Linked DNA regions of Mus musculus: region 1 is linked to region 2. A link is a contact called in public promoter capture Hi-C data. All regions are on one chromosome and are shown on one strand. Each heading gives the region's core, a stretch centred on a gene start, on an enhancer-like site or on the middle of the called end of the contact. The rest is flanking DNA. Distances are from core to core; before and after follow the strand shown.

Evidence for each region. Promoter capture Hi-C pulls out the DNA fragments that hold promoters and counts their contacts.
Region 1: a contact with region 2 is called in a promoter capture Hi-C map of hippocampal neurons, with 2.3 times the contacts expected there. The contact joins the enhancer-like site here to the promoter of Pik3c2b in region 2. A contact is called at or near these places in 3 of 39 promoter capture datasets (the 3T3-L1 cell line, hippocampal neurons and liver), 1 of 115 datasets of contacts at active chromatin or transcription factors (pancreatic cancer cells) and 3 of 9 other capture datasets (adipose tissue, liver and pancreatic islet).

The regions. Positions count from the first base shown.
Region 1 is chr1:133,277,556-133,282,644 of GRCm38.p6, reverse strand. It overlaps Plekha6 (pleckstrin homology domain containing, family A member 6), which reads right to left. Exons shown (of 27, transcript NM_182930.2): 12 at 3,192-3,272; 13 at 2,238-2,306; 14 at 782-862; 15 at 379-528. Among named protein-coding and RNA genes, the nearest start is that of Gm19461, 10 kb to the right of the region's middle. Within about 2 kb of position 2,769, at least 10 of the 459 cell types and tissues checked have an H3K27ac peak or open chromatin away from gene starts, as enhancers often do. A contact at or near this core is called in hippocampal neurons and pancreatic islet, where this site is marked.
Region 2 is chr1:133,043,073-133,047,495 of GRCm38.p6, reverse strand. Pik3c2b (phosphatidylinositol-4-phosphate 3-kinase catalytic subunit type 2 beta) reads right to left here and starts at 1,484. Exons shown (of 33, transcript NM_001099276.2): 1 at 1,073-1,484.

The sequences.
Region 1 (5,089 bases), core at 1,520-4,019, 230 kb before region 2:
AATGAAGGATCTGCCTTAGGTCCCCCTGCTGACAGCAGCAAGCCAGCCAGAGCCTACTTCTACAAGGCAGAAGGCAAAGTGGGCAGCCGATGGGTTAGACAAGCCGAGGAATTCAGTAATCAGTAATCCTCAGCGACACACTGCCCCAAAGGAATCCTGGGACAAATGCAGCCTGTGGGTGATGAGCATACTCGCTCGCTCTCTGGGTAGAGGCGCTTTGGAATGAACAGGAAGGCAAACTTGCTGCCTGCGCGTGCCCTCTGCTGTAGGGGTGCCCTTGCAGCACCCCGCTTCTGCGGTCTTAGGAGATATCCAGGTCAGGGCAGAAAGAAGGGGAGGCCAACAGCCACAGCCCCTCCCCCCCCCCCACACACTTACCGTGGTCGCCTGTGACAGCTCCACCCGGATGTTGATAAGTTGGTTCTGCAGAGACTCCTTCTTGTGCAGCAGCTTCTCTGGGTAGGCGGGCTGGCTCCCAAACATCTCCAGCTCCTGGTGGGTTCCCATCAAGGCACTTTCTAGGCTCTCCTGAAGAAAGATGAGAGATGACATGAGCTGCCCCGTGACCTTTTCTAGGGTCTTTGACAACAGATGCCTGAGCCCCTGGTAGTTCAATCAGACAACTTAGCAGAGGTTATCCTCATAGGATTACTGTCCCTGGGAGACAAGAAGTCTGAGGAAGACAAAGACCCACCAGCTTTGTAAGGACAGAGACAGACAGCATCGCACACCGCCACACCCATGCCAGTCCCACCCACAAAACACCCCAGCCGCTGCTCACCTTCTCTGCCCGCAGCTGCTGCACCAGCCGCTCCTGTTCCCTTACTACCTTGTTCTGCTCACACAGCTTGCCCAGCAGCTTCTGGGGGCCCAGAGGAAAGAAAGAAGACGATGAAGGATGTGGGTTGATGGGGGCTTGGGAATTGGGTTGGCAGGACCCGGCCTCTGGATAACCGCCACTTTTCCCAGCCAAGGAACCTGGGCCTTCACCGTCACCTTGGAGGCTCTGGGAAAGAGCATGGTGGATCTCCATCTTAGGAAATGAGATGTGATGATTCTCTGAGTAGGGATGGGGAGTCAAGCACATCCTTATTCTACTGTGGGGGCACAGTGCCCAGAGGATGGAGAAGACAGTGTGGTCTCACCTCCTCAGCTGGGGGGCTGGGGGCAGGCAAGGTTTGGGAACAAGTAGTCTTAAAATAAGCAATGTAATGTGAACCAGGCCCTCTGCCCCACAGGGCAGCCCAGTATCTCTTATCCTGAGACTCCTGAGTTCTCTTTTTTTAAGGTAACAGCTCTCAACCTGTGGGTAGAGACCCCCACAGGGGTCACATATCAGATATCCTATATATCAGATATTTACATTACAATTCATAACAGGCAAAAATCATAGTTATGAAGTACCCATGAAATAATTTTATGGCCAGGGGTCACCACAACATGAGGAACTGTCTTAAAGGGTTGCAGCATTAGCAAGGTTGGGTCAGGATGGCTGATGAGAGCCCTCTTAGCTTTGGTCCTTGCCTGGAGAGACCCGTCCCCACCCCACCCCCAGGCCTCTCAGGCACGGATCCGCTGCTGAAGCGAGGTCAGTGGTAATGAGGAGGCCACAGGCAGAGCCTGCTCTCTTCTGGAGAGTTTTCCCCGTCCTCATCTCTCATTCATGTCTTCCCCTTCTGTCTTCTTCCTACTGGGCCAAATCTTGCCCTTTGAGGCTTTTCATTTCAAGGTCTTTTTCTCTGGCTACCTATTTTGTCCTTGACCCACTCATTGATCCCATTTGGTGAATAGATCTGATATTGCCACCTGGGGTATCCCACTGCTTGATGCTCCTGATGGCAGACATAGGCCATATCCTCTCTAGCAGCTTGCAGTGTCTACCACAGGCTTGGCACAGAACAGACTGACTGATTAACCACCAGGCAGAGCCTAAGTCTTTGCCCTAAGCCGACCCTACTGCTGTAGATAGGGTCCCACAGCTTGGTATAGAAGCATGAAGCAGAGTGAGAGGTGAAGGTGAGGTAGGGCCATGTCCAAAAGGAGAAGCAGAAGGAGGAGGAAGCAGGTGGAACACTGCGTTGTGGTCCTGATGAGAGGAGGTGAGTCAAATGAATGAAACGCCACCAGGAGAGGGAGGAGGATGGAGGAAAAGCCCCATGGGGGAAAGTGAAGATGAGGAGGACTACATGACATGAGGAGCACGTCGTGTCAGAGGGAGCAGGGAGAACTGCCCTTACATCCGTGTCTTGCTCGTTTAGCTTGAAGGTGTGGAGGCCATCCCGGAACACCTCTGGGTATGCAGGGACCTGCAGGAACACGAGGTCGGTTACTGCAGCAGGGGAAGACGAGGCTGGGTGAGTGGCAGAGCTGACATCACAATCCCGTTTCCTTTCTGCCAGGGACCACTGTCCACCACACCTGACACCTCTGTGCCAGGGTCTTAGGTCCTCTGGCTGGAGCTGGGAAGGCTGTGACAGCGAAGTTTAGAGTTCATCCTGATCCTGATTGTGGCTGATTCAGGAGAGGTTGACCACATGACCTGTGTCCCCTGTCCCCTGTTGGAGGCCTGCTGGAAGGCAGAGCTCTCTGCATGGTAACAATCATGAGGACGCCAGTGACCCCTGGGCAGTTTGTAGAGACAGTACTTGAGAGCTTGGCAGGAAGGAGCATCGGAAACCTGGAGAATCTCTGTCCACGTAAACCGAACACGCCGATTGCTGCACCCACACTAAGCCAGAACTGGCAAGATTCCAAAGGCATGGCGCGGGGAGAGGAGCAGTGAGTGCTGCCTTGCCTTGACAACGCAGCAGTCATCCTAGCCTGTTTACAAACCCCTGACATCCTCCCCTCATGCCCCAACCCTAGTAATATCTGTCAAGCGCATAGACAACATGAACAGAGCATCCTGGGCACTCATGCAGGTTTGTAATCCTCAGCATGCAGGAGATGTCACTGTTCGCTGTTGGATGGCTCAGGAAATGCACCCTGAGTTTATCTATGAATGTGAAGAATGGAGGCGGCATGGTGGAGCTGGGGAGAAGATGGGCCGGAATCTGTCTTACAGGAGATGAGGCCTGGTGGGTGAATGGATTGGGTGAGGCAGGCCTCATCCCACATGGAGTGACCCAGTCATGCACAAGCAGCTGAGATGGCATTGACAGGGACCATGCTGGCAGACAGAGAGGCCTTACTTGCATGAAAAGGTGGGCCCTGGGAGAGGAGTTCTCCACCATTCGGTTCACCATGCTGATGAGAGTCTCGCTCTCGCTCATCTGCAGCGGAGGAAGGAACGGACGGACGATTCACTCAGCCCTGGCTACGGCTGTCGCCCCACACCCCCCCCCCTCTGCCCCCGTGGCTCTCTGCAGGAAACAGGGGAGGGGCAGCTGCTTTGGGGGAGCCTCCAGCACCCTGACTTTGGCCTTGCCACTTTTCACCCTGTGAACTGTTTCTGGACCAGTACTGATGTCCTCATGCAAATGTCTCGGCAGTGTGCCGGGAGGCCACTGGACCCCCACTGACAGAGTGGAAGAGACCCTGCAAGGCCCAGGGACTCTGTCCCAGGGATGTCGGGCCACACTGGCCAAGCTGTCACCTCCTTCCCATTTCTCACACTGCTTTGGATGAAGACCACATGGTGGGAAAGCCAGTCTCCTCACATTGACACTAACCTGAGCTAAAACAGCAAACCTGGCACCTACTCTCTGCACAGCACCCCACCCCCACCCCCAAGCCTTCTGAAAGATTACTAAACAGTTTCCAGAGCTGGGCTGGCAGCATCCATGAGGATCGAGGATGGCACTGGGAAAGCAAACAAGGAGGTCAAGACAAGTGAGCCATGTTAAAGGGACACCAGGTGTCGGAGCGCTGTTCTCTGCCACGTCATCGTTTAATTTCAAGGATCATTGGGAAAGTGGAAGGGGATGTACTGAAGAGTGGGGAGGGAAGGAAGAAGAGAGGGAGGGAAGGCCAACCAAACCAATCAGATATACCCTCACTTGTCCACCGGTCCCACTGGGAGAGAATTGAAAATGAAACTGTCAGGGAACATCCTTGGCTGTGTCCCTTTAACTGTGTGGTCCACAGCAGATGGTGGGAGAAGACAGAAGGGGGGTGTACAGGGGGGGCTTTGGGGCTACACAGTAACTAGGGATGCTCTTCTGGGGTCAGAATTTTATCCACGGTCTCCCCAGCCTCTTCTTCCTCTTATCCTCTTGAGGCAATACCCCACACAGCTTTGTTTCTGCCATGCTGTGGCCAGAGTAAGCAATCTACAGCATTCTAATTTTTAAAAATTAATTTTTTTACTTTATATGTGCATTTTGCCTGCATGTATGTCCGTGTACCATGTGCCCACAGAGGACCGGAGAGGGCATTGGATCCCCTGAAACTGGAGATCTAGGTGTTTGTCAGCTGACACATGGGTGCTGGTAACCAAATCTGGGTCCTCTAGAAGAGCACCCAGTGCTCTTCGCTGTGGAACCATCTTCCCTGCCCCTGATATGTCGTAGTTTCAAAGGCTTTCTATTACCTGACTTTTCTACTCCTGTGAGCCCGGTTAGGGTTCTTCCTTAGTGTCACAGCTTTAAGAGGGCTTACAGTATAAGGATGAGCACAGGAGTTACAATATCAATATGCCAGCCTCCTTATTTAGTCTAAAGATCTGAAGTCAGTCCAGTCCCTACTACTTAAAGAGGCTGTGTGTGTGTGTGTCTGGGTGCACACGTTTGTAAGCACATAGTAGACAAAGGAGACTAGACTCTCCCTGGGTGCCCCCTGACCCCGTTTCTTTCCCCCGAAGAGATTTGCTGTCACTGTGCCCCACAGAGAGCTCCCGCATGCATTCCGATCTGATTCTCTTACTACTCAGCAGAAGAGCAGGCGCTGCTGTGTCTAAATACAAAGAACCAGGAGGACCAAGTGGCATCCACCAGTGCTGCCCAGCATGGCGCCACCTGGCTGTGCCCAGCCCCTCATCATACAGGATTGCCTCTAAGAATATCCTCCCACAGGCAGGAAGGTAATCCAGAGACGAGTTCTGAAGACCCTAGCAGTCTTTCCCCTCTGGAAGGGCAAAAGCCACTCTGTG
Region 2 (4,423 bases), core at 235-2,734:
GCTGGTTTGGGGCTGGAATTCAGTGCAAATTGCTTACATCTGCTTGGCCATGTCCCAGACAAGCAGGTAGTTTAGAGAAAGGAGGGGCTGTATCAGCCCACTTCTGTAGCCCAGGTAGCTTGCCAGCCGCTAAGGAATCAAAGGCCTGCTAGGGTCTATCAGTCCAGGCTGCAGAACTCTCTGACCAAGTTGAATAAAAACACCAGGGCAACCAGAGACAATAGGACTTTCACCCTAAATATGACTGGTGGGCTGGGACTGGGAAACCACAAAGATACCTAAAGGGAGGTGAGATGTAGGGCCAGGTTAGCCTGAAGGAGCAATGGCAGAGTTTAGACACTTCAACCTCTGCACAACAAGGGTGAATGCACTAACCTCATACATTTGGTAACCTCTTTCCACACCCCAGAAGCCTGCCAAGCCCCTGGACTTTTCACCCCACCCACCCCAGCTTGGCAGTTTTGCTGGGGCTTCCAGCTTCTATCATCGCACCAAAGCTGCAGCTGTGTAAAACTGAAAAATGAGGGGCAAGTACTGCCCAGGAGAGGAGCACTTTCCCGGAGGGCCGGGGACTCGGGCCTGAAGGTCCTAGTCTCTCCTGCAAGCTTTCAGTCTTCTGCTTTTGCAGTATCCTTATAAGGCCAACCCTACCCTCCGCCTGGCCGAAAATGTGTACCGTCCCGAGGTTGGACGCTGACTTCTCACTCCCGCTGCACAGGAAGGCACCACTCCCACCACCCCCCACTCCAGGACAGGTTTTGCTCTTAAACAAACTAATAAACAAATCGACTCCAAAGCGGTCCCCTGGTCCCAGCTCGTCTTGCAGCTGCACCCGGGAAGTGTGTTCCGGAGGAGGAGGCGGGTGCAAGCCCGGCGAGGCCGCGAGTCGCGGGCGAGCCGTGGGGCGGGGGCGAGCAACCTGCAGTGCTCGGAGGACCCGGCTGGGCTCTCGGCCCTGCCATTGTTGGCCCCGGCGCTGGCGCTTCGGGGCGGGAGCTCTGCCCACGTCGCCCCGACTAAGAGGGCGCTCCGCAGCCCCGGGGTCGTCCTCCCCGCCGCGTGCTCTTCCTACCTGCGCTGGCCGCGGGTTCTGCCGCGACACCCTGACTGTCGTGGCTGGGTGTCTAGGGCTCCGCCGACCCGGCTCGCTCGGAAGATCCAGGCGGCTCCAGCCCCCGCGTGATGTTCAGTGTCGCCTGCTCCCTTCGCTCGCACCGCGCGGGCACTGGGATCCCCGCAGCAGGAGACACACGGGCAAGCGACGGGCGTGGGGGCCGGGCCCGGGCCCGGTGCTGTCTGCCGGGAGCGTGCACGAGCTCGCAGTCAGGCAGCCCCGGGTGAGACAATAGCGCGAACGGCGAGCGAGCGGGGAGAAGCCATCTCCCGGACAGCCGGCGCACTGCACGGCGCGCGAGGCTCACCGGCTCCTGCCAGGACCGCGGCCCAGGCCGCCGGCAACAGCCGCAACGCCGAATCGCCTAGTCGCGGGAGCCAGAGGGCGGGGCGGCGGGAACACGGGCCCCCTCCCTCCCCTCTTCCTCTCCCCCTCCCCTCCCCCTCCCGCTCCCGCCTCCGCACCGTGTGCGGCGTCCTGAGCAGACCCCGGGGGCCAGCAATCCCACTTCCCGCTGGCAGATTGTCGTCGTTTTCCAGGCTGGAACCCCTTGCTCTGGGTCAGGTGAAACAAGCCAGATCACCTTATTGGAAGCGACACGGGCTGGGCGTTCAGTTATCCGTTCGAAAATTTCCTCTCATAATTATGCATGATAGGGATGCTCTAAAGAACTACCACCTTCGTGGGGGAGGCTGTGTTGGCACTTTTCTCTCCCGTTTGCTCAAGGGCGGTCTTCCAACCTGAGTGGGGAGGAGAAGTAGAGAAGCCTCCAACCCTATTAAGGTAGGAAGCAAACTTTGAAACTGTGTTATTTTCTCCGGGCACCTCCCTTAAAGCACCTGTGTCAAGCATTTTCCTAAGGGCTCTACCCAGTACTGGCCAGCTCCGTTTGCATAATAACTAGGGTCTCGGATCTCCAAGTACACTTTCTTCAACCAGGAACTTGTTCTTTGCTATCTTCCTTTCTTTGCCAGTCACACTGGGATTCAGCCTTCTTCCTCAGTACCCCTTCAAGCCTTGGTGGGAGAAGGTGTCTCAGCTCCCATGCCCTCTGCTCTCTAGCTAAGGCTTCTATGGAAACATCTGTTAAGCATCCCTTGCCTTGCCCCAAGGAAATATTTAAGATACTACCATTTCAGTCTATCAAAGTCAGAAAGGTCTTTATAAAACACATGGGGCCTTTGATCCCGCCCCCTTATTTGCATGAAACTCTGTAAGAAACCGGAGCAGTTTTCCAGGAGACAAGGGCTAAAGCCTTCCTAGGTTGGTAGAGGTAGAAACTGGGGAGAGCTCACAAAGAGGAGAGCTGTCTAGTAGAATGAGGATTTGAACAACTAGAGGAAGTCCTGTGGTGGAGAAAAGCAGTACAAAAGGGGAGTCCCTAAGCCAGGTCCTCAATCAGCACCTGGGAGGCAGAAGCACCCCAACGGGTGTGGTGTGTAACTCCAGGAGAGCTGCTGCTTTTTCTCCTGGCCTCTGCAGGCATCCATATGCATGTGCACACCCCCACAAGCATATACAGAATCTAAAAATAAATTCAATCTTAACCCCCACCCCCAAAAAGTCGAGTTCACAATTCTAAAGTATTTGAGGGAGAATATTGTTTTGTTTTCATCGAGGATGAAATGGAACGGTTAGATAGAAACCTCATGGGCATCACTAGGTGAGTGAAGAGAAAAAGAAGCCTGTGAGAGCTAAATCAGGTTCCGGTGGCTTGATGGTGAAAGACTCGTTCTAGAAGCTTAACAACTAGAGGAGGAATACAAAGGAGCATGAAAGATCAGGTATGGAAGTGTTGTTTGGCACAGGTTTTCCCATGTAGCTGAGGCTGCCATTTGAACTTGATATGTAGCCCAGGCTGGCTTCAAATTCATGATTGTACTGCCTCTTTCTCCTAAGTGCTGAGCCAACACCCTTGGCTTGGTTTTCTTTTAAGACAAGAAAGAAATGTGTTCCTATGCTGAGAGGTAAGACCAGGGAGCAAAGGGGTGAAAATGCAAACTGTCCCAAAGAGGAAAGGAGATGGCCCAAAGCATGCGAGACAAAGTTGCCTGGAGAGACTCACTGGCAAATGGATTTGGAGAGCAGTAAGTCTTGAAGCTATACCCTGAAGAAAAAAAATAGTTGCTACTTGATCGTCTTTGAGAATTCTGCTGAGACAAAAAGAGTAAAAATAGTATAGAAAGCTGGTTGTGGTGGCACATGCCTTTCATCCCAGCACTTGAGAGACAGAGGCAGGCAGAATTCTGAGTTCGAAGCCAGCCTGGTCTACAGAGTGAGTTCTAGGACAGCCAGGGCTACACAGAGAAACCCTGCCTTGAAAAACAAAACAAAACAAAACCAATAGATAGGATTGAAGATGTAAAAAATGTGGTTAGGTTTTAAATGACCATAGAAAGAAACGAGGGGGGCTGGTGAGATGGCTCAGTGGGTAAGAGCACCCGACTGCTCTTCTGAAGGTCCAGAGTTCAAATCCCAGCAACCACATGGTGGCTCACAACCATCTGTAACAAAATCTGACTCCCTCTTCTGGAGTGTCTGAAGACAGCTACAGTATACTTACATATAATAAATAAATAAATCTTAAAAAAAAAAAAAAGAAAGAAACGAGGGAGTACATAACTCGGTTTACACAAGGCCCTGGCTTAAGCCCCCAACACCAAGAGAGAACTAAGGATGGAGGCCCACAGCTGCTTACAGCTAGCATAGAGGCCACAGCTAGTGCTGGATATTTTTGTATGATGATGCAGATACTATTTGAATGTTTTCATCTGTAGCACCTAGACACCCGGATGTATAACACTGAGTCAGAGTTGCAGGTCTTCAGGACAGGTTCAGCGGAAGAATAAAGAAGAGGGCTTTTGCTGGGCAGTGGTGGCACACACCTTTAATTCCAGCACTTGTGAGGCAGAGGCAGGCGGATTTCTGAGTTTGAGGCCAGCCTGGTCTACAGAGTGAGTTCAAGGACAGCCAGGGCTGTACAGAGAAACCCTGTCTGGGGGGTGGGGGTGAGGGGGTGGGAAGGGCTCTTAGAGCTGGGAAGATGGCTCAGAGGTTAAAAGCATTGACTGCTCTTCCAGAGGTCCTCAGTTCAATTTCCAGCAACCACATGGGAATCATCTGTAAAGTGATCTGATGTCTTCTTTTGGTGTGTCTGAAGAGAGAGACAGTATATTCACATAAAGTAAATAAATAAATCTTTTTTTAAAAAAATCTCTGAGTTCCAGGCAAGCCTGGTCTACAAAGTGAGTTCCAGGACAGCCAAGGCTACACAGAGAAATCCTGTCTTGAAAAACCAGAAGGGAGAGG